Regions from separate parts of the Sus scrofa genome. Here all the other regions are linked to region 3. A link is a contact called in public Hi-C, HiChIP or PLAC-seq and promoter capture Hi-C data. All regions are on one chromosome and are shown on one strand. The core of a region is the stretch at or near the end of the contact, and the rest is flanking DNA. Distances in the headings are between cores, read along the strand shown.

Region 1 (3,242 bases), core at 262-2,761, 230 kb before region 3:
AGATCCCACGTGGCTGTGACTGTGGCGTAGGCCTGAAGCTGCAGCTCAAATTCGACCTGGGAACTTTCATACCCTGCAGGTGAGGCCCTAAAAAGCAAAACACACACACACACACATATACGAATATGAATGAGTGGGTCACTTTGCTGTACAGCAGAAACTCGCACAACATTGTAAATCAACTATACTTTAATTTGAAAAAAAGACTTCTGTGCCATTTGCAGCAACATAGACAGACCTAGAAATTATCATACTAATTTCAAGTCTTAGTAAGACAAAGACAAATATATGAGATCACTAATATGTGAGATCTAATTTAAAAAATGATACAAAAGAACTTACAAAACAGAAACAGACTAAAAGATTTAGAAAGCAAACTAATGGCTACCAAAGGGGAAACATGGTGAAAAGGGATAAATTAGGAGGTTGGGACTAATATATACAAACTACTATATGTAAGACAGGTAAGTACCTATATGTAAGATAGGTAAGTACTACTATATGTAAGATAGGATCTACTCTATAGTTCAGGGAAATCTACTCAATATTCGGTAATAACTGATAAGGAGAAGAATCTGAAAATGAATATATATCTATGTATTTGCATAACTGATTCACTTTACTGTACATCTGAAACACAAAACTGTAAGTCAACTACACTCCAATAAAAATTTTAAAATAAAAAAAAAAACTTTAGAAAGACTTCTGAAAGCCAAACAACTATTCTAAAGCAATGGTTCCCAAACAACAGTTCATTATAAAGCTTTAATCTAACAAGATGTAAAAGCAACAAAATAACAACAACAACCGTACATAGTCACTGACAGGTTGGCAACAACCTGTTTTGCAAACGACGCCATTTAGTGTTTAGTGTGGAAATATATTCTCTGAAGCAATGGTGGTATGGGAGGTCTCAGTTTGCTTATTAAATACCATATAACAAAATTTAAAGATGGGAGTCTGCCAATTCCTTAAGAAAAACGAAAACCAAAGTCCCCATAAGCCTGGGAGCCCCTGCTCCTCGTACATCTCAACTGTCAGCATCAGCCTCAGAAAAGACTGAGAAACCGCAGAGAGGCCTAAGCTGGGGAACCTGGCTACTGAGGGCGCTGTTCTCAAAGGGACTGTACATTCTACTGATTCGAGGACCGGTCCACAGACACAAACACAGACTCGGGGGCGCTGTCTTCAATACCTTCCCCAAGCCGCAGTCAAGGCATCCACCTCAACACCGAGCTGAGAAAGGAAGGAGCTTGGGGTCTGGGCCGGCGAGAGGTGCGCTCCCCTGGAGAGCTCAAGCCGCACCACGGGCCGCCCTACGCGCTGCCAATCCGACCGGAGCCCACCTCGCTCACCGGGGCTCCCGCGGCGGCTCCAGCCTTGGGGACCGCCGCCTCGGCGCCGGGACGCAGGGAGATGACACCAGAACTGGACGCGACGAGGGCCGAAGCCCAAAATAATGGCTGACCCCCGAGTACCTACACTTCCGGTCGCTCACGCCCCTACTCCCTGTCCCGGCTCTCTAGGAAGCTACATCTCTATGGTTCCTAGCTTTGCCCTTTGAAGGTAAGGAAGGGCGGGGCTCCTAGGCTCTTGAGAAGCTGTAGTCCAGACTGCAGAGGTCAATCACAGGGTCCAGGTCAGCCAGAGGCTTGTTGCCTCCTGAAGGACTTGGAGCTTTCTGTTTCACTTTGCATTTAAACTGACATTGGTAGGGAGTAATTCCTTATGTCTTCATGGGTCGCTTTTCCAATCTATTCTTGAACCTAGGGCAGTTCTCATATTAAGTAATAATATGGTTTATACATGACTCCCTTGGGAATTTGCTTACTGTCATGTATCTCTCACCCAAATGATTAGATAATGGAGTTTTGGCGTTAAATATTAATCAAGGTGCAACTGCAAGGTCCTATACAGATGGGGGGAACACCACCTCCCTGGAATGAGTAGGTCATTGGAGTTGCCCATCATCCTGGGTAAAGTTGGATCTGTGTAAAGGAAACTTCAATCCTTTAAGTTTAGATTTCTGGAATTGTCACCCCTATAGGAGACAGACCCAAAAGAGACTCCAAAAGGGTCTTGCAGGAGAGAGAAATGTCACTGGAGTCCTTAGGATGACAGCCAAATGGGGGTCCTTGGTTTCTCCTAGGAAAGAAGTCAAGAGGGAGCCAGAAAAAAATAAAAGTGAGTTTATTTAGAATACACACTTCATAGGCAGAATGCTGACAGTCTCAGAAAGTGAGAATGGCCTCAAAGCAAGGGGTTATAGGTTTTGTATGGGCTAAGTAATTTTATATGCTAATGAGTGGGAGCAATATTCTTGCTATTTGGGGAAGTATAGAGATTTCCCAGTAAGTCTGCCTACTTTTAGGCCTTTTGTGGTCCATCTTAAAACTGTCATGGCATAAGGGGGAATGATTTTTAGTTATTTCAATGAGGGTATAGGAGTTCCCATCAAGGCTCAGCAGTAATAAACCTGACTGGTATCCATGAGGACATGGGTTTGATACCTGGCCTTGCTCAGTGGGTTAAGGATCTGGAATTGCGGTGAGCTATGGTGTTGCAGCTCGTGGCTGGGATCCCGCATTGTTGTGGCTGTGGTGTAGGAGGGCAGCTGCGGCTTCCATTGGAGCCCTAGCCTGGGAACTTCCATATGTTGCAGGTGCGGCCCTAAAATAAAAGAATTAAAAATTAAAAATAAAAAAATGAGGGTATAATGAGTTAACGGTCAATGACTGGATTATTCTTAAGGCCACCTTGGTTGCATCTGGTTGCAGCCGGTCTTTTGGGGGTGGAAGAGGGATGGATTGGGAGTTTGGGATTAGCACATGAAAACTTATATATTGAATGGATAAAAGACAAGATCTTACTGTATAGCACAGGGAAATCTATATATATCTTTACATAAGTCAAATTGTACCATGTGAATTTGAAATGGTCAGTGGAACGAGTTGGAACTAGTCAGGTCCTGTGTCTGCATTACCCAGAAAGAAGTCTGCCATCTCCTTTTTTACCCCTTACCAACCTGCCTTCTGGAGCAGAAATGGACTTCAGGGAACATGGCTGGTATTATACAGCCAAATGATGCCTATATAATAATAGAGGTTTCATCTGAAACACAGATGAGAGAAGGAATGGGACAATAACTGGCTATATAGGTTTCCTAAGGAAATAAAAGAAGGACACTTTCTAGTGGTTAGAGTTCTAGTTTATGTACAGTCAGCCCTCTGTATCTGCAGGTT
Region 2 (3,186 bases), core at 677-3,176, 190 kb before region 3:
GACCGGTGGCTACAGCTTCGATTCAACCCCTAGCCTGGGAACCTCCATATGCCGCGGGAGCGGCCCAAGAAATAGCAACAACAACAACAAAAGACAAAAAAAAAAAAAAAAAAAGAAAATACTACATTGTTCTTTAACTACTTAGTGGATGTTTTATAATGCACACTGAAATCTGTACAACAGTATCTATCTTTAATTTACAAATACACCTATGTTGGGAATGTCCACTCCAAACTCTTCTACTCTTCTCTTTCATGACATAGATGCAAAATAAGTTTTGGGACTAAAGCTCTGGAGACACAGCTAGAAGCCACATATATTCTTTCTCTGCTTGGATTTTTCTTCTTCTGAAACTTGTGATAAACTTATTGATCTGGTAAGCTCTAGAACAAATGCCATTTTCTCTTGAAGGCATTCCTAATTGCCCCATGCAAGAAGGGTAGCTGGTAGTCTCCCTCTCTGTATCTCTTACTATAACACCATATTTTTAACTAGTTTGTGCACAACTCACCACTCACATCCATCCAAATGGATGGCCACAAAAGGAAAGGAAACTAACAGGAGTTAGAAATGCCAGACTCTCCTCTACTCAACGCATCTCCTCTAGAAAGCCTTTCGGATCTCTCCAGGCTTAAGTGTGGCTACTGACTCAGTGAACCCACAGTATTTTTTCATTCAAAACTCTGCTGGGGCACTTCTTACACTGTGTTAGTGATTTATACAACTGTCGCCCCGCTTTCTGGGAGAATTCACAGGTCAGAGCTGGTTCTTTTTTTTTTTTTTTTTGTCTTTTTTTTTTGTTGTTGTTGTTATTGTTGTTGTTGTTGCTATTTCTTGGGCCGCTCCAGCGGCATACGGAGGTTCCCAGGCCAGGGGCCGAATCAGAGCTGCAGCCACCGGCCTACGCCAGAGCCACAGCAACGCGGGAACCTAGCCGCGTCTGCAACCTACACCACAGCTCACGGCAACGCCGGATCATCAACCCACTGAGCAAGGGCAGGGACCGAACCCGCAACCTCACGGTTCCTAGTCGGATTCGCCAACCACTGCGCCACGACGGGAACTCCAGAGCTGGTTCTCAGTAATCTTTGTACATGTGTGTGTACTTGACATAGAGAGGCACACATCTAGGAAGCAAATGAATGCAGTTCATTTAGCTGACAGTGCAGTTACGCTTGCGGGGGGTACCGGAGGAGGGGCGATTTTTATCCAGTTTACATACTTTGAAACTCTGAGAATCATCAGCACCTTAGTGGTAACTAAATCAACTGTTCCATACTTCCAATTCACCATGCATCTTTGCAGCCTGGGCAAGCCACTACTCTGCAGGCCTCAATGTCTTAAAATTTGTGAACTTTGCTATGCGAGAACATATAAAGTTCAGGCCATTTTCCTATTTCCCTTACTGCTCCGAATGCTCAGTCCCTTATCTCATCTGCATTTTCATACTTCACGTTTGAAATTCCGACTGGGTCTGACCCACTTCTGACGCTTTGTTCTGTCTCCGAGCGCAAGGCTGGGAAAAAAAACCTATCTACATTTCGCGTTCAACCAGGCTTCCGCGGCGGCGCTCACCTGGCCACGTCTGCCCTGTGCATCGCTGTACCCGCAGGTGCCGGGCTCCGTGCCAGGCACGGCTGGTCAGGAAACTGGGACAAAGAGGCGGCTCTAAATCTGGCTGCTTCTGAGAGTCACGGGAACCGCGCAGCCGGCGGAGACCAGGGTACATCAGGGGGCGTCACCGACCTGGGTTGTGGGTGGCCTAGAGGCTCCGACCCAGTGGCCCTGGCCCCCAAAGCACCTCCCTCCTCGCCCCGTGTCCGCTCACCGGGGCACAGAAGCGGCAAGCCCTAGACACCTAGGAGAGCCAGCGGCCCGCACAAGCGAAAACAATGGCCGAGCCGGAAGCGAGAGAGGTCCCACTTCCGGCCTCACCAGGATCCCGGAAGTCTCCGTCTCTAAGGTGGGCGCGTGCGCCCCCGCACCTGGAGAGGCCGCTGCCCCTTGAGCGTATTGACTACCCTCACCCAACCGAGCTGGGGCAGGGCAAGGGCAGTAAGGGCCCGGCCTGATTAGTGTGCACGTGCTTTTCTTAGGCTATTTAAGGTCTGGGCGACCGTCATGCACCCAAAGTCTACCCTTTCCCCTCCTGACCTTTGGAAAGATACCTAGTCTCTGAGCCTGTTTTTTTGATCTGAAAAAGGCAGAGCCCAGTGTATGCCTCCCAGGGCTGTGAGCATTGAGATATACTGACCGTAATTATTATACTGTATGTGATGCCCAGGGCATTTTTCACCCAGTATGAGTGGTTTTTAGTTTGTATGTGGAAGTTCCCAGGCCAGGAATGGAAGCCACAGCAATGACAACCCAGATTCTTAACCCACTGAGCCACCGGGGAACTCCCCAACATATCTTAATGAAAGGAGCAAGTTATCTCCGTCTTATTGATGAAGAAAAGAGCACAGAGATTATGATGTTTCAGCCCATGGATGTGGTTAATCTTTCCTAAAACAGAACCGCACTCTGGTGTCCAAGCAGAGGTCTTGTAGGGGTGTGGAAAAGGGAATAGGGAGCTTGACAAGAGCAAAGTTATCTTGCTGCCCAACCATCCATCTTGGTGAACTTAAGATGACCCATACAAGGGCTCTGAGAAAAACAAAGTCATTAGAACTTGAGAAACTCTGGGCCCCAACTGTTCTCAAGATATTTGAAATAGCTAGATTGTACTTGAGGTTAATCATTAAAATAACAACATAAGACATTCTGTACAGCTATACATCTTTCTGTATCCTGCATGTAACTAAAGGTTAAGGTAGCATGTTAGACATGTAAGCAAGCACTATTAATGTATTTCCCCCTTTCAGTTTGGGGTCCATGATTGGGAAGCCATTCCCCATGGACCCACTGGTGTAATAAAGCTATTCTCCATCTTCCTCGAGTGTCCTCTGAGGTGATTTCTGGGAATTCTACAACAGCCCCCTAATTTAACCAAGTGGGACCCTGTGAAGCCTTCCCAGAATAGACCCCCCCATCCATGTCCTCTATCTGCCTTTTGTCTGTATGAAATCTTTAGCCAAAGAATAAATTTAACCAGAGAAATGAGAAAATGCAGAAAGGAAAACATTTAAGCTAGACAATAATAATAAATAAATAATACTTTAGCCATTGAACAAAGCCAAGGATTTT
Region 3 (2,882 bases), core at 305-2,804:
CCAGGCTCTCTCCAAGTACTGGGAACAGAAAAATAAGACACTCTACCTCGCCAAAAATTTACACTATAGGAAAGAGGGCAGGAGTGAAAAAAACAGACACAAGCAGATAATTATAAAACACTACAGTAAATGAAATGACAGAGCCTTGCACAGAGTATTAGAAGAAACTCCCAGGTGCTACATTTAGAGAATGGTGCTCTGGAAGACTTTGGATGGAGAGTGGAAGGCAAGAAGGTCCACATTCCTTTAAAAACCATCGGAAATGGCTGCTGTAATCCACTTAATAGTGATACTAGCTTCTATTTCATAAGATGAACATTTCTGATTTTAACCTAAATTCTGTGCTGTTAATAGAGAGACATCAAGTTTCCTGTTAGGTTTCAAATCAAATTTGGTAGAGAGATAACTAAATTGGTGGGAAAGCCAACTTATGGGTAGTTCAGAAAAAAACTTTTGTTTAAATTACTTTTGACTGAAATCATTTTTACCAAATGGAGGTCCTAGAACTGATCTGTGGCCATTTGGCACATTTTTATTTGAAAGTAACTTATTTTAAAAGAGTTAATATCCTCAGGCTACTCTCATTTAAACTTAGTAACTATCTTGTCAGGTTTTAAAAAGTAGTTCTAAGGAGAGAGAAAAACAGGCAATTTTTGGTTGCTTTTCAGTTTAATACTTGTTAGAGAAGGTGAAAGGACCAAGAAAAAGCAAAAGTAAAAGCAGGAAGCCCTTTAGAGAAATTAATAAATTGTAGCAAAGTATTTAGGTTTTTAAGATTCCTTTTCTAAATCTGCCATGAGATTTGAATAACAATTCCTATGATAAGTCAAAGACTTCGGGGAAGTATGACAGACGGAAAAATAAAACCTAAATCACCTTAGGTTTCTCATTTCAAAACAAGTTAAAACAGATGCGTTGCGGGTACTCTGGCCCCTGGCACTGCCTGTGTTCAAAAGCTGGAACTTGGGGACTCCAAGAGCAGCCCACCCCCAACGCCGCCCCCACCCCCTCCTGCGCCCAACAGCCTGAAGGCACAAACGGAGTCCCTCCCCACCTTCTCCTTAACAGTTCAGGCACGGATCTGCCCAGAGAGTTTCCACCGACCCGCTCCACCTCCCACCACATACCAAGAGGAACAGTCGCTCCTACCGCAGGGGTGTGCGGCGGCGCGCTGGGCCGTGCTGGGCCGTGCGGGAGCGCATGCGCACCGGGGCCCCGGGCGGACCAACGAGCGCGCGCTGCCGGCCTGGTCCTCCACCCGCCCGAAGACAAACTCTGACAAGCCCCTACCCGCAGTGCTTTCTCGGCCTCCCGCCCTCGAAATCTCAGCTGGGTGCGTTCCGCTCCACCCGTCCTTCTGCGCCGGCTGCGGAGGCTGGCTAGAGAGGAGTCGCAGAACGCGCTCTCATTGGCCGAAGCATGCCAAGTCTTCCTTTCGGGCGCCTGCGCGTAGCAGGAGACGCGGGTTAAAACCCTAGAGGCTCTCAGCCCCGCGCTGACGTCAACAACCAGGTGACCGCCTGTCTTGCACGCAGCCTTGGAAGCTCAGATCCGTTTTCTTACCTCCGGCCGGGAAGAGGCTCAGCGCGCTCCGCTGAAAGCTTTGAGAAGTGCGACTGGAGAGCTCTAAGAGATGTGAAGGACGAAGCGGGAGGGAGTCGGAAGATGATTGGGCGGCAGGTGGCCGGAAGGTCTTTGCGCGGAGGGCGTGTAAAGAAGTGCGATTGAACGCGAGATGGAGCCGGGAGATTGGAGCGGGGGGCTAGAGCGCGCACGCATGCGCCGGCTCTGCTCCCCACCCACCCCACCCCCACTCCGATCCGGGTGCCCCCAACCCTGGCCGCCTGGGACGGCTGGAGGCTGCCTGGGCGTTTCAGCCAACACTGTGTTAGGAGCTGGCGCCTTAACTACAGCTCTCACTTGAAAGCTCCAGATTTTAAAGTTCTTAAAAAGCATGTCCTTTAGCTTTTAGTTTTTCTTCAGACCAAAAAGTGTCTTAAAAGTATTCCCTTTGGCATTTTCCCATAAATATAGCTAATTAAAAAAATTTTTTTTTCCGGTTTGCATTTTCTTTTTAACCTCGGGCCCCTTCAATATCTGGGTATTTTGAAACCTTAAGCACTCTCCATCAGCTTGGGGGTTTTAATATTACATGTACTTCGCTTTTAAGACTTTGGTTACCCGCATAAACTGCCACAGAGAGAATAAGGCAAATACAATTAGAGCTTTTTTTCCTTTTCTCTCTTTTGGCACCGTCGACCGAGGTTTAAAAGCAAACACCACCCCCTCCCCAAACCTCTATTTGTTCCAGCCCTCAGAGTTCCTGACCTCTCATTAGAAACAATCTGGGCAACCTGTGGTCTGTTCCATTCAACCCCATTTTTACTTTAAAAGCTTGTTTGTCATCTCTTGCATTTTCATCCTTTCAAATGCATCCATGCCACTGGCATCTGAATAGTCTCATATTTCTTTAATTCTTTTCTTTGGGTTTCACTTATCAGCCATAGAAAAAACTAGATTATAATTGCCCACTTACTGTTCTCCACCCTCAAAGTCACCTCAAACTGATTGTGGTAATCTCCAAACTATTTCCTAGGTTCTGAATTTTAGTAATGGCAGTCCAGTTTGTTCATACTAGAGAACTGTCTTGACCATCACCTTCTGCCTCTCTATCCCATTCATGTGTATTCACCATTCCACATTTTATCTTAGCAGAGCATTCTGCCTAGTGCTAGGCTTTACCGTTTTTATTCTTGTGAGGTTATACTCATTCCAATCATGCTGCCATTACCCTATTTTGGGACTCCTTTAAGAAATACGTTTAGTCCTGCTAGTCACACTTATTATCTTATTCAGAGTTTTTCTCTAAATGATTTAAAATT
Region 4 (2,962 bases), core at 252-2,751, 140 kb before region 3:
CTTGTCATCAGCCTCTACATGGAGTAAAACATGAGCCACTGCAGCCATAGACCCACAGCACCCCAAGTGAAGCTCAGGATGGAGTCCCGGAGTGCAGTGGTCTGTGCTCTAGGAAAACTGAAAGAACAGGCCTTCAGATAGATATTTTTATGAGAAGATTTTATGTACCCAATTCTTGCAGATTCCCATATCTAGAAAAACACTAAAATCCTTCATGGTGATGTCTGTTCCTTGGGACTAGTAGTAACCTTCAAGAGATTAGCAACAAACTTTTATAAAATGTGTGTGTGCTGCATGCACCTCCTCCTCACCTTTATCCTATCCTGGGTGGTATTTCTGCCTGGTCTGTAGTTAATGGTGAAGAATGTCATAGTCATCTGTAAAAGCAGTCTCTTCCAACGGTGAGAGCCACTGAGTTCTGCAGGCTATGAAAACTCAGGATACTGGCCCTGATAGTGGAGGTGCATATCAAAGGAATGATTTCAGTGAGCCCAGGCCTCTTTTGTTCCTGCTGCCTATCCTTTGTTGCACCACCCCCTCCCCCCATATATCCTAGCTCCTCCCTCATGCCTCAGAGTGGAGCAGTTTCTCAGGGCTACCCGAGATGCTGTCTCCCGGGGCTTAAGACTTAATTTCACCCCAAATAAAACTTAACTCTCAACTTTCAGGTTGTGTAATTTTTTAGTCAACAGGTATTCTGTATGGGATGGGCTGGGGTGGCTTACCCTAGAAAATGTCGAGTTAACTGTAAAAAGCCCTCATTGTATTAAAAAGCAAGGCAAATGTTGAGTTAACTAAAAAGCCTTCACTGTGTTAAAAAGCAAGGCATGGGAACAATAATGGGATGGCTTCCCAAAGCCCTTTGCATGAACATCCCTGCTTCCCCTGTTCCCTGCGGTAACCTCTGGGTCTATGGTCAACATCGGTGGGCGTACTTACTGGCCAATTGGACCTGCCGATACACACGCTGATGGCCTTTCCTCCTGGCGGTGCTATGGATGTGGTGTAGGCCAACAGCTGCAGCTCCTATTCGTCCCCTAGCCTCGAAATGCCACGTGAGTGGCCCTAAAAAGAAAGAAGAAAAAAAAAAAAAAAAAAGACTATGTATATGCTTGTGGAATAGAATGTGATGACGACTACCCCTTACGTAACTAATGTCTTGGCAAATAGCCGGCCTTGTGTATACCAATATAAAAGGCAAACGGGACTTTCTATGCTGCTTTTGATGCCAATAAAGGGATGTATGCTCTACTGCGCTTCGGCTCTTTTTTAGGTTGCCTGAATCTAGAGTGAACCTGCCTGGTCTCCAGCGACTGCAATACAGAGCTCTAAGGCATGAATATAACTAAGCAGGCGTCCAGCGTGTTAGGTGGAGGGTGTGTTGACAACCCTCTGGGCTGGGCTCAGAGGAAGCACAGAGGACCACTGGGGCCCACCCAGAGAAGTCGAGACTACGGCCCTCCCAGCTTCCTAGAGAGGCCAGGAGGCCCGCGCCGCGGCGACGCGCGTGCGCGATATGAGCCAGCAGAGCTCCGGGAGCCGGGAGGCTGGCGCGGGTTGGGCCGTCCGGTCTGGGGAGCCAGCGTTTTTCGGCCGCAGAAGTCGGTGAGCGGCTCGGTGGGGCGAGGGTCCTGTGGGGGCTGCTGTGCGGGGTTCCCAGGGGCGGTGGGTTGAGGCTCGGCCTGGAGGCCGCGCCCGGGGCGGGGGTCTGGCCTGGGAGCCCGACCCGCCGCGGTGAGGGCGTATTTGCCTGCGTTTTGCCGCCAGGGGCGAGAATTTGGAGTAATCGTTTCTGTGTTCTACCACACCTCCCAATTATGCAAACAAAGCGCACTCTTTACAATTAGGTGACGCCAGTGAGCGTAAGAAAGTAAAAGTAAATGCAGTTCGTTGATTTTTTTTTCCTCGGGACTTCCGGACCTTTTTAATTTTGTGCATGATTATGCAAACTCAATATATTACATATACAGTTTTAAAGAAATGGAATTAATTTACTGCTTTAAAAATAAGTAATCCGTATATTTTAATTTTAAAAAATTAAGACGTCATCCACATATTAGTTTCAGGTGTATAACGTGGTTTCATATTTGTATATTATTGCTTTTAAAAGGCCTTTTTTTAGTATTGTGGTAAAACATAACATTTATCACACGATACGTGAAAATTGATCATTTAAGCCATTTTAAAATGTATAATTCAGTGGCATTAAGTACATTCATACTGTTTTATTTTCAACTTGTGGAATGCGTTTATTCGTATATTGGTTAAAATTGTTGCCAGCATTATGACACCAATGAGACATATTTTTGCAAGTATAATGAAAAGAAAACATTTTGTTTGTAGCTTATTTTCTCTAGTACATGAAGCTGGACATGCGCGTAAGGAAAAGAGGTGGTTACAGAAAGAAATGAGACTGTTTCAACAGAACCAGTTTGCCTTTAATCAGCAAGGAGGGGCAACAGTCGGGTTTGAGGCCAGACTGTTGGCCAGGGTCTTGGAGCTTCCAGAATATGTAGGGGAGTTTAGAAGTCCTGTTTTTTGTCAAGGTTATTTTTATCAGTTACAGTTTAGCGAATGTGATGAGTTGACCGGAGAGTGATTGTGTGTCTGGTGCCATCAGGAACTGTTCCTGCCTGGTGCCTGGAGTCAGCAGAAGTTACTCTATCTCCTCCTGGGTGACCTGGGCTTCCCTTCATGCTCAATGAATGATATGTATTAGGGTGATTGTCTCTGTTTTCAGAATGAAAGCGTGGCATATAAAATGCCATTTTAAAAAACAAGGCACAGCTGTAACCTAAAACCACTCTACTGTCTTCTCATTTATACAAGCCTAAGAAATCAGAGAATATTTACCTTCCTAAGCTAAAGTAGTGGCCAGTCTTCTTTAAAACTGTTTGCATTTCGGAGTTCATCTTGTGGCTCAGTGGTTAACGAATCCTACTAGGAACCATGAGGTTGAGGG

The links. Promoter capture Hi-C pulls out the DNA fragments that hold promoters and counts their contacts. A called contact is a pair of places that touch in the nucleus more often than the background predicts. HiChIP or PLAC-seq counts read pairs in DNA pulled down with a chosen protein or histone mark.
Region 1: an H3K27ac HiChIP or PLAC-seq map of alveolar macrophages shows a contact between it and region 3. The contact joins the promoter of ZNF197 here to the promoter of TCAIM in region 3. A contact is called at or near these places in 2 of 47 Hi-C or Micro-C datasets (heart right ventricle and skeletal muscle) and 1 of 2 datasets of contacts at active chromatin or transcription factors (alveolar macrophages).
Region 2: a Hi-C map of liver shows a contact between it and region 3, with 4 times the contacts expected there. The contact joins the promoter of ZKSCAN7 here to the promoter of TCAIM in region 3. A contact is called at or near these places in 1 of 5 promoter capture datasets (liver) and 2 of 47 Hi-C or Micro-C datasets (embryonic fibroblasts and liver).
Region 4: a contact with region 3 is called in a promoter capture Hi-C map of liver, with 2.5 times the contacts expected there. The contact joins the promoter of ZNF445 here to the promoter of TCAIM in region 3. A contact is called at or near these places in 1 of 5 promoter capture datasets (liver), 2 of 47 Hi-C or Micro-C datasets (fetal liver and skeletal muscle) and 1 of 2 datasets of contacts at active chromatin or transcription factors (alveolar macrophages).

What each region holds. Positions count from the first base shown.
Region 1 is chr13:27,873,743-27,876,984 of Sscrofa11.1, reverse strand. It overlaps ZNF197 (zinc finger protein 197), which reads right to left and starts at 1,511. Exons shown (of 6, transcript XM_013981533.2): 1 at 1,347-1,511.
Region 2 is chr13:27,837,935-27,841,120 of Sscrofa11.1, reverse strand. ZKSCAN7 (zinc finger protein with KRAB and SCAN domains 7) reads right to left here and starts at 1,926. Exons shown (of 6, transcript XM_013990082.2): 1 at 1,829-1,926.
Region 3 is chr13:27,646,742-27,649,623 of Sscrofa11.1, reverse strand. It overlaps TCAIM (T-cell activation inhibitor, mitochondrial), which reads right to left and starts at 1,554. Exons shown (of 12, transcript XM_021071724.1): 1 at 1,291-1,554.
Region 4 is chr13:27,781,887-27,784,848 of Sscrofa11.1, reverse strand. It overlaps ZNF445 (zinc finger protein 445), which reads left to right and starts at 1,501. Exons shown (of 7, transcript XM_003358387.4): 1 at 1,501-1,605.